2 separate regions of the Cricetulus griseus genome follow, and region 1 is linked to region 2. The links are chromatin contacts, called in public Hi-C maps. All regions are on one chromosome and are shown on one strand. Each heading gives the region's core, a stretch centred on a gene start, on an enhancer-like site or on the middle of the called end of the contact. The rest is flanking DNA. Distances are from core to core; before and after follow the strand shown.

Region 1 (7,429 bases), core at 4,294-6,793, 45 kb before region 2:
GGCAAGTACTCCACCAGATCCCCTAGTCCATGATTATGAAACCTTAAATATGACCTTATCCTTGAAATCCGAGGGCCTCACAGAGCAAACCTATAGCTGCCATTGTCCCCTACTTCTGCTTCTTAAGGACCTGCACATCCCTAGGGAGATATTTAAACAAGTATTTAACACCATGTTCACTGGGTTCACCCTATGAGAGAGATCTTCATCCTGGAACTAGGGGGGCTGGAAGCCTTAGGGACTGTCCTTTGAGCAAGCCATAAAATTAGCAATTTTACCAACGCTATATACTGAGCATAGACCTTAATTAACCTTGCCATGTTGGACTAACAAATTCAGTTAACCACACTTTTCCTAACACAGGTCACTGATTAGTACCTGAATTTATTTGTCCTGCTTTGACTTAATTTTCCTGTCCATGTATCTACCCTCAAACATCTGTGTTCAATATGTTTTGTAAATACTTGTTTTTATGTGCATTGGTGTTTTGCCCATATGTATGTCTGTGTGAGGGTGCCAAGTCTCCTGGAACTGGAGTTACAGAGAGCTGCCATGTAGAAGCTGGGAATTGAACCTGGGTCCTCTGGAAGAGCAGCCAGTGCTCTTAACCACTGAGCCATTTCTCCAACCCCCCTCAGTATGTTTTTTTTTTTTTAAATTTAATTCCTATTTTTCTTTAGTAAAATTTATTTATAGATGTCATTTTGTAAATATGTTTCTCTTATCGGTTGATGAATAAAGCACTGTTGGCCAATAGGGAAGCAAGATAGGTGGGTCTAGGAGATGAGGAAGATTCTGGGAAGTATAGGTACAGAGAGACATGATGTAGACCATAATGGAGTAAGAGGCCTGGACCTCTTCTCCGGTAAGATAAGACCACATTGAAATACTTAATTTATGAAAATGGGTTAATTTAGACAGAGCTAGCCAATAAGAAGTCTTAGTCACTGGCCAACAGATTTATAATTAATATAGTGTCTCATGTGTTATTTGGGGGCTGAAGTGGTGGTAGCGGAACCCAGATGGCTGGTGGAAAAGAGTACATATAACATTAGACATCTTATCCATTTTAAATATTTTATTTTTATGTGTATGAGTGTTTTGCCTGCATCAAAGTGTGCCACATGCATGCAGTACCCCCAGAGGCCAGAAGAGGACACTGGATCTTCTGGAGGTGGAATGACAGACAATTGTGAGCCGTCGCATAGGTGCTGGGAACATAACCAGTAAGAACAGCCAGTACGGTCAGCTGCTGAGTCATCTTGTCAGCCTCCCCTTACCTGTTTTAAGTGTACAGTTATAGGTATTGTCCACGCTTACACTGTTGAATAACTCTCACCACCATCCACCTTCTGAAATCTTCCATCTTCTCTATTTGAAGTTCCATGCCCATTAACTCATAGTACCTCTGCTCCTTCCTCGCAGCTCCTGGCAAACACCACCTGCTTTCTGTCTCTGCAAATGTGAGTCACACCATGTTAGTCATTTTGTGATGAGCTTATTTCACTTGGCATAGAGTTTGCAAGGCTTATCTGTGTCACAACACAAAGCACCATGTATCTTTAAAGCTGAATAATATCCCACTGTGTGTCCAGATCATACTTTGTCTATCCATTCATAGTCATTTGTGGGGTTTCCAGATTTGGGTACTGTGAAATAATGTTGGTATGAATATTGATACGCAGATACTCTCTTTGGACTCCTCTCAATGTGTGTGTGTGTGTGTGTGTGTGTGTGTGTGTGTGTGTGTGTGTACACCTAGAAGTGGAATTGCTTGGTCTTATGGTAATTATATTTTTATTTTTTGAGTAATTATTATGCTGTTCTCCACAAAGGCAACACCATTTCATATTCTTGGTGGCAATGCACACATGGTCATCTTACATTTTACAAAATAGCATCATACTATTAATTTATTGATTTCATTTGGAATAGTATTTTTCTTTACAATTAAAATTATAGGGCTGGAGAGATGGCTCAGAGGTTAAGAGCACTGGCTGTTCTTCCAGAGGTCCTGAATTGAAGTCCCAGCAACCATACGGTGGCTTACAACCATCTGTAATGAGATTTGGTGCTCTCTTCTGGCCTGCAGGCAGAACACTGTATAATAAATAAAAAAAATCTTTAAAAAAGTAAGATTACATTTACTTATTTGTGTATGTCTATTCATTTATGGGGGTGGGGCATGTGCCATGGCCTGCATACAGAGGTCAGAGAACAGCTTTCAGGAGTTGCTTCTCAGCTGGACATGGACCTCCATGTTGAGCTGTTTTTGGGGGGTTCTAGGAGGGTCACCTGGGGTAGAGGCTACAAAAATCTGCAGCCTGTGGACAGGCTACCGGCTGGATGAGGTCCTCTAATGACAATTCCAGGCTTGTCCACCTGTCTTCACCAGATGTCACCTTTCTGTGTGAAATGTAGGCAGAACCTTCCCAGCAGTCTTTTGTGATTCACCTTCGGCTGATTAAGTATCTTAACTGCAGTCAGCTGTTTGCTTCTTTGCATGATTCCCCAGAAACCACACCATGAACACTTTAGCATGTGGCTGTCCCTGGCTCTGACCTGAGTGTGCTGTCTATTTCTAGGGAGACAGAGCTGCCTCCACCCCCTATCCTGCCTCTTTTGAACTTTGCACTCACCATGATGAAAAATTAACTGGGCTAATGTTTCCCTCCCAAGGACAAGGACAAAGTCTGCAAGGCAAGTCTGGCTGGGTCCCAGGAGACTAGGTGCCAGCTGAAGTTATAACCAATCCTGAGCCAGCTACCACCTAGTCACTGTCCACTGTAGAGGGGTCTATTCCTCCCCCATGTTCAGAGCTTTGTGTAACTGGCCTCGTGCCCCCAAATGTTCTCACAGGGACACTTGAGGAAAAAAAATCCCAATGCTCAGGAGGCAGAGGCAGGCAGAACTCTGAATTCAAGGACAGCTTCGTCTATAGAATGAGTCCCAGGATAGCCAGTGCTACCCTGTCTTGAAAATGAGAGAGAGAGAGAGAGAGAGAGAGAGAGAGAGAGAGAGAGAGAGAGAGGGGAGGGAGGAAGGGAGGAGAGAGAGAGAGAGAGAGAGAGAGAGGAGGGGAGGGAGGAAGGGAAGGAGAGAGAGAGAGAGAGAGAGAGAGAGAGAGAGAGAGAGAGAGAGAGAGAGGGAGGGAGAGAGGGAGAGAGGGAGGGAAATGGCACTCTCAGATCTGCAGGTGGGTCCAGAAGTTTTCTTGCAACCCAGGTGGCCCTTATCACACTGATGCTGACACAGGAAGGGAGTCCAGGAAATCGTTATTGAGTCACACAAATGGATCTGCCTTATTTCTTTCCCTCAGGGAAATGAAGGGGAGGATGATGGTCCCTTCTGGAGCCTCGGAGATGTAAAGGTTCTTCTACTGACTCCTCTTCCCCCCTTCTCTCCTCAGCTTTTCTCTTTCCTTAGTCTCAGCTTCCCCTGTGGGCGAGGGACTTGTCCTAGAGAACAACCCTGATGCTTCTAATGTTCTTTCTAGATCCACCATGCTTATGTACAGGTGAGACGAGTCTCAGCAAGGTGAAGGGTCAAGAGCCAACACTCAAAATAGATCAGGGATGGAGCCTGAGCACCTTGGACTTGGCCTGGCTGCCTCACAAAGGCTGGACTGACTGGGTTTGGTGTCTGGGTTAAAATTAACTTTTAACTGGAAGATGATGGTTACATAGGTCCCTTTCTGTCCTCTGTCCACCTAAGCACACCTTCATCCCTATCTCTTTGGTGCTTCTCTGGGCTGTGAGTTTCTTGTGGTTAGGGACCTTCCTCTTTCACTGTGGATTTCCCAACAAGAAGCATACATGGAAGTGCTGGAGAGAAAGAAGCAGGATTTGACTGAGCTCAGATCCCCTGGCTACCCTTCTTCATGCACTGGCCTCTGGGGTGGGTCCGCTCCTGTTTAGCACTGGACTGTTGGAAAGTCCCAACACCCTAGGAGTTGGGGAGGAATGAGCCCAAGGACATTTCTGGCAAGCTTGTTATGCACCTGTGAGAAGAGCTTTTGTTTTGCAAATTGTGTCAAAGCTGCCCTTTGCGAGGCTAGGCCCAGGAGCAATACCTCAAAAACAAAAGCAAAACAAAACAAAAACCTGGGTTTAAATCCTGGCTCTGTTCCTTGGGGTCATGCCTCCCAGGCAAATATGGGCGTGGACTTTGAGGGCAGCAATTAGACTGTCTTAGGTTGAAGACAGCAGTTAAGACCGCCTCCATTTCAGTCTCTTGGTAAGGGCTGGGAAGCCGAGTGGAAGGGGAGGCTACAGCCACACTCCAACAGGAGTGCAGGACCTAGCTTGTTAGGGTCCACTGGGCCTCAAGAATCAATCCTCCTCCTTTCAGGACTTGGCTTCAGGGAGGTGGAAGGAGACACCTAGGAAACCACAGCCTCTTGACAAGCTGTGGCTGGCGATGGGGCACCCTCGGTGACAGAGCTGGGGGCCCCTGAAGCTTCTGGGCTGACTTTGTGGGACTGGCCACACTTCATAGGTCTTTGTAACTCCCACCGGCTCTTGGTTTGCAAATAACTTCTTTCTCACCACCGTCGGTGGTGGTGGGGTTTCCCACTGTTTAAAACAAGCATAGTCCTATACCTACTGAGTTAACCCGATGGGATTGCAGCCGCAGGGTAAAGGAGCTGAGAGCCTGCTGTAACGCCTCCAAGCCCGTGAAAGGACCATGGGCAGCCAGCCCCGAATTCCGATAGTTGGGCCCCAGGGCTACCCAAAGTCAGGTTCTCTTGGTGTCCTACCTAGGCTAACTTTGAGTAAACTTCGTTCCACTTTGTATGTGCGAGTTCACTGCTTTGTAAACAAAGCTCTCTTGCTTGTTTGGCGTCGAATTTCAGTAACACCCAGCAATGTTAATTCTTCCCCTCCCCCAAAGATAAATCCTAAAGCGCTCCCATTCATTCCTTAAGGAATGCAACAGATGTCTTTGAGGCCCGTTTTCTGCAAAGAGCTTGGTTCACTAGGCCCAAGGGACCCCAGGCTCCAGCTATTGTTCAAGTTGTCACTGAGGTCTCTAACTCCACTTTTAAGTCTCCCTCTCCCCCTTCCCAACTCCCTCCTCCGCAGTCTCCGGGCAGTCAGTCGGTCTGATCTCACCCAGCGGGAAAACAAAAACAAAACAAAACAAAAAACACCAAACCAAAGGAAAACAGCCGGGGCCAGTGAGCGAGATCAGTGCTCCCCGGCTTCCTGGGCTTGGAACTGAACCCCTCTTCTTGTCCCAGTACTCTCCAGGGAGCAGCGAACCCTAGGGGTCCCGCGCCTGTTCCGGCGAGTCTAACACTCTCTAGTCCCTGCAACTGCATCTGAGCGTCTTGAGGGCGGCGAGTCCCCAAGAGTCTGGTCCCGCGGCCGCCGTGCCCGGTGGCCCACGTGGGCGCGCTTGGCGGCGCTGGGCGGGGAAGGCCGCGGGTCCTCCCCGGAGCTGAGCGCGGGGGAGGAGCGGGGAGCCCGAGCGGCGAGGGGGCGGCGACAGCGCTGGGAAGAAGCCTGCACGCGGAGCTGCGTGAAACGTAGACTTGGGAGCGGGCGGGAGAGGAGCGGGGAGCGCCGCTGCACGGCCCTGGCCGGCCCTGCGAGGCGGCGATCAGCGGGGAGGAGGAGGAACAGGAGGAGGAGGACTGCAGAGGCGGAGGGATCTGCTCACCAGAGTCATCCAGGCCAGCAAAGTTTGGCTGGGGGTTGGACTTTCCTTCCCGGAGGCGGCACCCAAACAGCTACCCCGTGCGGAAACCCAAACTTTCTACTGCCACTCGGAGTCTCAGCGGCCACCGCCTCCGCCCCGCGCGCCCGGGGCCTGCCCGTCAGTCCGTCGGTCCTCGTGGAGCTACTCAGGCGCCACCGTGCTCCCGATCCCCGCAGCTGGAGTGCCGCGGCCCCGGCCCGGACGCCGGGGCAAGTTCTCCAGAGTTAGACGCGAAGTTCGGGCGCGGCGCAGGCCGAGCTGCCCCTGTGCGCCCCCGGCGTCCCCAGTGCGCCCAGTCCCGCCGGGGGCGCCGGTGACCCTCCCGTGCCAGCCATGTCGTCCATCCTGCCCTTCACCCCTCCGATCGTGAAGCGCCTGCTGGGCTGGAAGAAGGGCGAGCAGAATGGGCAGGAGGAGAAATGGTGCGAGAAGGCGGTCAAGAGCTTGGTGAAGAAGCTCAAGAAGACGGGGCAGCTGGACGAGCTGGAGAAGGCCATCACCACACAGAACGTGAACACCAAGTGCATTACCATCCCCAGGTGGGGGCCGGGAGCGACGGGGGGCGCGCCGGCCCAGCCCTCTAGGGCGGCCAGGGTGGAGAGGGGAGGGCGTGTGCGTGTGTGTGCGCTCTAGTGTTGGGGACAGGCAGTGGGTGGAGGGACCCCAAACAAAACCTTCTTCGGATTTGTCCAGGCTCAGAGCCCAGGCTTCCATGCGGCACTCTGGCTTCCAGACCTCAAGGATCCCTAGCCGCCTGTGGGCAGCAGGGGTGCTGCTGAGCTTGGCCCCCCACTCTCTGGGCTTTGGGCTCCAAGTAGAGGCCCCGCTTTGTTCGGCTCTGCCGGCCGAGCCCCTCCTCCGCCGCCGCCTCCCGCCCCGCGCTCGTGGAGGTGGTGGCGTGTGTCCCTTTCTTTTCTTCAGCTCTGTTCCCCCACTTCTTTTCCTCGTCTACAGGAATGCAGTCGGTACAGCTGTGGGTGAGGAGCGGGAGCCCGTTGATTGACAGATTCCTTCTTCGCTCTTTCTTTGCCTTGGGATTAGCATTTTTATCGAGTATTTTTAGATTTGGTTGTGCCAGCCTCCCGCCCCCTGTGCACGCATGCACGCACGCACTTAGTTGCAGAGCAAAGCACCGACTTTGAAGCGGGAGAAACAAGTGGCAGAAAGTACGGTCATTCCCTCTTCCCACCCCACGCCTGCCTGGTATGCCTTCATTTTAATTGAGAGTTTGCGGGTGCCTAGAACCGAGCAGGCAGCTCCAGACAGATAACAAAACATCCCAGAGCTGGCCTCCCTCTGTCCCTGCATTCCTGTAGAGACCTCTTTTCCCAAAACGCTTTGCCATCTGTCCTGACCTCCTTTATCCTTCCCATCGGGCTAGAGGAGTCCGGCGGGAGCTCACAGATGGCTGATGGAAGGGGTCAGTGACTTCACTCCCAGGGCCTCCCAGAGCATAACTGCGCCTGGGATGAGGGCACTTTAGCCTTCTGTCTCCACTTCTCAAGACATCTTTAAAGATTGATTCCAGAGGAGGGCAGGTGCGGATGTTGCGGGGTGGGGGTGGTGGTGGGAGGTGGTGGTGTCCCAAGCTGCAGAGGAATGGAGAGAGAGCTCCCAGGGCCTAAGATAGAGAGGTCATCATTCTTCCGGGCCAGGGTGGCCTCCATCCTTGGCCACCTGCTCAAGGCAGCTGTGTGTATGCTGCCAGCCCTAACAGTAAGGCGCA
Region 2 (6,575 bases), core at 1,499-3,998:
TTCATCTCATTACCTAATTCACACTCCGGTGTTAATGGTGCTAATGACATGGTGTTTATTACCCCAGGGGATGCATAATGATGGTATCAGAACAGATCATTCCCCTGGGCTTTTAAAACCCTCCAGGAGTTTCTCCATGAATCAAGCCAATCTAGCCTCCCTAGCTCGGTTTCCAGGGCCTCAGCTAGGGTTCTGCAAGCCTTAGTCACTGCCAGCACCCAGTGCAGTGCCTGATGTGTTTACCATATGGGTTTAAGAGGCACAGGTATGGTGACTCACATTCTCACCAAGCTCTCTCAAAGTAGCCAGATGGCCTTTGAGCCAGATGAGTGACTGACGATGGGAAAGGTAGTCACAGTGGGCCAGGAGATGGGCATGCCATCTGGTTGGAGGGTGCTGGCCTTTTAGATTCCCCAGAGTTCAGAGACATCCTGGCCTACCAACCTAGTCACATGGTTTGTGTATTCTGTCCTTTTGCTGAAGATGAGATAGAGAATCTCTGGTTTTGCTGAAGCTGCTGGTATCCCAGGTGACAGAGGAAGGGGCATGGTGTCACCTGTACATTTGCTTTTCCTGAAGGCCTCAGATCACTGGGCCTCAGTGTCCCTCGTGGCTTTCCCCCTCTAAGCACTTGCCAAGGGCATGTCAGTGCCCGGTTCACGCCACTGCCTTAAGGCTGTCTTTTCTATATGAAGAAGCCTTCTATGCCTCTTCACCCCCCCCCCATTGTTTCTGAGACAGGATTTCATGGAGTTCAGGCTGGCCTTGAACTGAATATAAAGTCAAGGTTAACTTTGAACTTCTGATCCTCTTGTCTCCACCTCTCAGGTGCCGGGAATATGGGTGTGTACCACTTGGCTCGGTTTATGTGATGCTGGGAATTAAACCCAGGGGTTTGTGCTTGGCAAGCATGAGGCACATCCCATCTCTTGGGGTGATTGATCTTTGTAAAGGACCTGTTTAGCCCTTCCCTTCCTAGACCCTATCCCTTGGCTTCTGATCCTGCACCCAGCTTGTACCCTGGTGTTTGCACAGTATCTGTGTCAACTGTCACTTGGCCTGACCCTTGGTGGCTCTGATGAGTATCTTTCCACCCAGACTCAATTCCAGATTTGCTGCAGGTCTGAGGGGTGAATGATGTCAAGGACAGCCACCACCTTGTGAGTCTGTAAAAATTGTTGAAGCTCCAAATAGCCATTGTGTCCAAAAAGGACAAGAACGCTTCTCTGTGAGTGCTGAGCCCTGCTCCTCCGACACCTGTTCCAACCTGCTCCCACCTCTGCTTCGTGGTGAGCAGCCTGGAATACCACCAGGTACTCAACTAGCTGCTTCCAAAATGTCCCTTCTTGGTTTCCAGCAGGGGACCTTATGCCCCCCCACTTTGCTGTCACTGTGTCCCCTCAGTCCACTAGCATGCCTGGGTCGTGGCATGTACCACAGTGAATCAAAATAATGTGTGTGGTCTTTTTTTCTCAGTCCCAGACAGGAAGTCCCTCATGGGCTGGGCTTGGTAGACTGACCTCTGTGTGGGAGGCTGGCCCAGGTCACCCATCCTGTCTCTAATCTGGATCCCAGGGAGGTCCCTGCCCTCATGCAAGCTCTGTTTCTCATACAACTCTGGTTCCAAAACCCAGTGTTTGAGCTCTTGTGTCCTGCTTTGTGGTTGGTGACCTCATAGAGTGACAGAGATAGTCAGGCTTCAATTGGGGAAGGAAAACTGGAATTGTGGAGATGCAAGTGACCATGAAGTTGAGAAAAAAACCCATGTTAAGGGGGGAAAAATCTTAATACCACATAGACCAAGGCACTCTCTTCAGTATGCTCACATGTGCACACTTGGCAGCAAGCTCCAGTGGACACTGGTGTCTTGTCTCCCTAGTGCTGGGTTTAAAGGTTCAAGTTGCCACATCTGGCATTTTATGTGGTTGCTGGGGATTGAACTCAGGGCCTCAAGATTGTGTGGCAAGCACTTTACCAGTGGCACTGTCTCCTTAGCCCACCACAGTGCTTTGGAAACTGGCTTTTCAGTTCTATGGGTTGATTGGTCCAGTCTTCAGCATGGGGACTGATTTCTTGTTCACCTTCAAGGTCTACTCAAGAACAATAGCTGGGAAATTGTTTGTTGAAGGAAAGGCGGGTGCACGGCGTTTGGGAGTCTTGACTGCTTGGCTGTTAGAACTTTCCCGAGCCCTTTTTACGGGTAAAGACACGATTTCCATTGTGAATTCTTTGCACGTGGGACTGATTTTCCTGTTGGAGGCTTGCCTGGAGGGAAAAACGTTTTGTGGTAGCAGTTTTGAAAAATGGAGTCATTTTATTTCAATGGAAGCTGGGTGACCTAGGGCAAGTGCCTGAGACCCCTGACCCTTTTCTGTAAAGTGGGTGGGGGCAGGGTCAGCCCCACTGACTTTTGGCAGCCTTGGGCTCTTGAGTACATGAAGTCTCCTCATCTCTTTCTTGGGACTCTGACCTCTGGTGGGGGGTAGGTGGGAGCGGGTGCACAGTGCCAGCACTGCCTTTACATCAGTGACGAATGCCGATATGAGGCTCAGGAATGAAGCCAGGAGCCACGGGATAATTAAAACACGTACACCAAGAAGGACAGGGAAGAGGAGAGAAAAAAATGCTTCATGGACAGGATGAGTAAAAGCCAATGGACTGAGAAAACCCAGCTCTGAACTTCGCATGACCCTGCGTACTGCCTGCAGTTGCGACATCAATTGCCCCTTGAGTACTCTCAGCCGCCCAGTGATGTCAGCAGGCCGTGGCCCCACAGGAAGCAGGGCTGCCATCAGCATGGCTCAACACAACCGGCTCCTCCTCCACACATGAAACCACAGCTCTGGCAGGGCAGCCAGAGGGGGACCCATCTCAACTTCTTGGAAAACAAGCTCTCGCTCATCCCTTAGAGGTGTTCATGCAGGCAAGAGCGGCCCCCGAACAACCATCCCCTTACTGGCTTCCCTGTCTGGAACCAACAGGCTCCTTCAGAGGCCCTGGTACCATGTGCTTCTTTCTGCTTTTCTGAATCCAGGTCTTACTATACAGCCCAGGCTGGCCTCAAACTGATGGCCCTCCTTGGTGCTGGGATTATAGGTGTGGACCTGAGTTCAGATACCTCGAACTCACGCACAGCCAGATGCAATGTTCACATAGACTCATAGTGAATTTAGAGGTGGAGACAGACAGAACAGTCCCTGCAAACTCACGGGTGTGGTAGCCTGGCACAGGCAGCAACAAACAACAAAAGACTATCTCAGACAAGGCAGAAAGGTGAGGATCTATACTTCAGGTTGCCCTCTGACCTCCGCACGATTACCGTGGCACACACGTGTGCCTGCATTCAAATGAACATGTCCACACATGCACACAAGATTTTTAAAAATGATGGCTTTATTGATATATAACCCAAATGCTTTCGAGTGTGACGTTCATGTTCTAATGAATCTGAACAGCCACCAGCACAGATGATTTTAGAGCCTTTTCATGACCACAGAAAGAACACACCCCCGCCCCCCCCCACACACCTCAGAAGTCATCCCCATCCCTGTCCTTGGCTCTGGCAACTTCATCTTCTTTCTGTGGCTTTGCCTTTTCAGGATGGCATATGGTGTATATAGACAGACTTCAACATGTGCTCTGACTTTTTTTTTTTTTTTTTTTTGATGTAGCTTGCTGTAGCATCCTCAGCAGCACTCCAATTCTTTTATATGCCCAGATAGTACTCTAGGGCATAGATAAACCACCTTTGACTTGTCCATTCTTCAGATGATACACAGTCTGTTGTTTTTTATGAATAAGGCTATGATGGTAATGGTCATGTGTCTAGCTTTTTTTTTTTTTTTTTTTTTTTAATGTGTTTTCATTTGTCCTCAGAAGATACCTAGTAGTGGATGGACCAGATCTTTTGTTACTTGGCATTTACATTTTTGTGCTGTCAGGAATGTGTGAGGGTTTTGGTCTCTCCAGAGTCACTGACACTTGCTGTTGTCTTTCTCTTATTTTAGCCAGCCTAGTAGTGTGTGTGAGGTTAAATCCTGTCGCAGTTCTTATATGCTTTTCCCTGATGCCTGAAGGTGCTGGGCAGTTCCTCACTGCTGCCCACTTTGAGCAGTCTGTCTTCTGTTGAGTCGTTGGAGTCCTGTGTACTCGGAACCCCATGTCTTTCGGTCTTTCCCCTCCATTTTTTAGATTTTCTCTTCCACTTCCCTGGTAGACTTTGACACACAGATTTTGATGGAATAATAAAAAAAAATATTTTCACTTTTCCACTAATGCTCTTGGAAGCACAGGTCCCAAGGATTCATTCCCCAATGTTTTCGCAAGAGGTTTCTAATTCAGCTCTTACAGCTTAATCTTTATTTCTGTGTACCCTGTCATGTCAGAACTCAGGTTCCTTCCTAAAAAGTGTCTATTTAGTTGCCCAGGTGCTTAAGGAAGATGGTTCTTTGCCCACTCAATTATCTCGGCCTCTTGGTTGACAACAAACACAGGAGCTGATTTCTGGAGGTTCAGATACCTCAGTGATCCACATCTACTCTCCGGCCTGTTTCAACAGCTATAGCTTTGTAGTAGCGACCAATCTTAAAATATATGTGCATGTGGGCCCATGTGTATGTGCATGCATGCACACTTTTTTTTTATACTTTCATGTATTTGTGTGTGTGTGTCTAATATTTCATTTTATTGTTTGCCTGTGTGGTGTATTTGTATGTGTGTACATGTGTGAGAGTGCACACATGGAGGCTAGAGCAAGACACTGAGTCTGTCTCTCTCTCTAAACTAGAAGCTCACTGTCTGTGCTCAGCGGCCAGCCAGCCAGTTAACTCCTGGAATCCACCCATCTCTGCCAGTGATGGGGTTCCAGGTGGGCCCATGGCCATGCCTAGCTCTTAGTTTTATGGGGATTCAAATTCAGACCTTCATAATTGAGCAACATATGCTCTTAACCACCGAGCCGTCTCCCAAGCCTGAAGTGTGTTTCCTTAACCTACGTATTCCACAAAAAAATGCAGAAACTAAAAATTATGGTATATGTATGATGTAAATGTATATGTATGCATATGAATATATATTATAGTCAAGGGAAAGAGAGGAGAAGATAGGAAAGTAAGGTGAAGTCTGAGAGGTTAGCACTCAGTGTTACTATAATATTTTGTAGGATTGTTGGAGATAGTCCTCAAATTTGTCTTTGAGCTTCCTAGTGGCCAAAGGTGAAACGGAAATGTGACTTCTGATTAGATTAACATACTGTTCATAATTACAAAAAGGTTTCCTCTAGAGAAAAACCAGATGCTTCAAGAGTTCTCCTGAGATCTAGAATCAGACCTTCTTAAGCATCTAATTGCCATGTTTTTATAAGCTCTACCCTTCTAGATTGATTTTTCTCACATGCCCCATATCGATTAGGACAGGGCACAGAACAACCACACAGAATCTCCACTTAGCTTGAGGCAAAGCAGTTGCCACAGGTGAGGACTTGAGTAAGGGGAGAACAATGTCCAGTCAAGACTTGGAAGCACATGTCTGTCATCCCAGCATTCCTGCAGTGACATGGGAGGGGACACAAGCATCTCTAGATGCTGGTAGGGCAGCTGGTATGAGCGGTGGCCAAGAGCAAGAGACCCTGTTTCAAAGAAGGTGGAAGGTGAGAGCCACACTTGAGGCTGTCCCCTGAGCTGGGTACATGCACAGTGGTATGTACATGCTCACGCACACACACACACACACACACACACACACACACACACACACACACACGCACACATACATACACAAAGTACACAGTTATGCACATGTGCTAAAAAGCATCTCACACACAAACACATATATGAATATACACATAAACACACAACTACACACACACACACACACAAAACTATCATCATTAAATTCTACAATTTAGATAGTTGGTTACCTCTTTATCGGTTTCTACCTTCAGGTTGAGGCTAATTGAGACAGACCAGTTGGAAGTGGAAGTGGCAACCTTGCCTTGCCCTGCTCTTTAGTTACTCTTGAGCTTTCTGAGTGCCAATGTAGGTAGTGGGCATGCTGGCAGTTGGGCGTGTGTGCCTTTGTCCTGGGATAGTGGTGGCTTGCTCTGCCCATCTGTCCCCCTTCCCTGTACTGAAGTGTCCTTATTGCGGCTCTCTACCATGCTTTGTACTTTCCCTACCTAATGGAAAAAGCCCTGCGTGTGTGAGGGAGGTCCTGGCCCAAGCTGGCCAACTTCTCATGGATTTGAGGCTACTGCCACCTCTGGTTGTGCTTGGCATGGGCATGGCACTTGGCTGAGAGGCCACCCAGACAGGCCTCTGGGGGACAGGGAACAAGCAGCCTTTAACTCATTACATCTGTCATCGTGGGTGGCCCTGTCCCCAGTAAACAGGGCTTTGCTGTTTTCTCAGTAGCATCCCCTTTTATCCTTAGTAGATATGATGATGATCTCTAGCGGGGCTTGCGGGGGTGGAAGGCATTATTATTTCACCATTTTCAATTGAGGAAATGGATAGAATGTGACTCTGTCATAGGGCTAGTGACATGCAGGAAAAGTTTGACCTCAGCCAAGAATCTGA

The links. A called contact is a pair of places that touch in the nucleus more often than the background predicts.
Region 1: a Hi-C map of fibroblasts shows a contact between it and region 2, with 2.3 times the contacts expected there. The contact joins the promoter of Smad3 here to the enhancer-like site in region 2. A contact is called at or near these places in 2 of 8 Hi-C or Micro-C datasets (the CHK-Q cell line and fibroblasts).

Annotation. Positions count from the first base shown.
Region 1 is chr4:175,282,453-175,289,881 of CriGri-PICRH-1.0, reverse strand. It overlaps Smad3 (mothers against decapentaplegic homolog 3), which reads left to right and starts at 5,543. Exons shown (of 9, transcript XM_027414784.2): 1 at 5,543-6,242. The coding sequence starts at 6,037.
Region 2 is chr4:175,235,889-175,242,463 of CriGri-PICRH-1.0, reverse strand. All of the region lies in intron 1 of Smad3 (mothers against decapentaplegic homolog 3), which reads left to right. Among named protein-coding and RNA genes, the nearest start is that of Smad3, 45 kb to the left of the region's middle. Within about 2 kb of position 2,748, at least 4 of the 6 cell types and tissues checked have open chromatin away from gene starts, as enhancers often do. A contact at or near this core is called in fibroblasts, where this site is marked.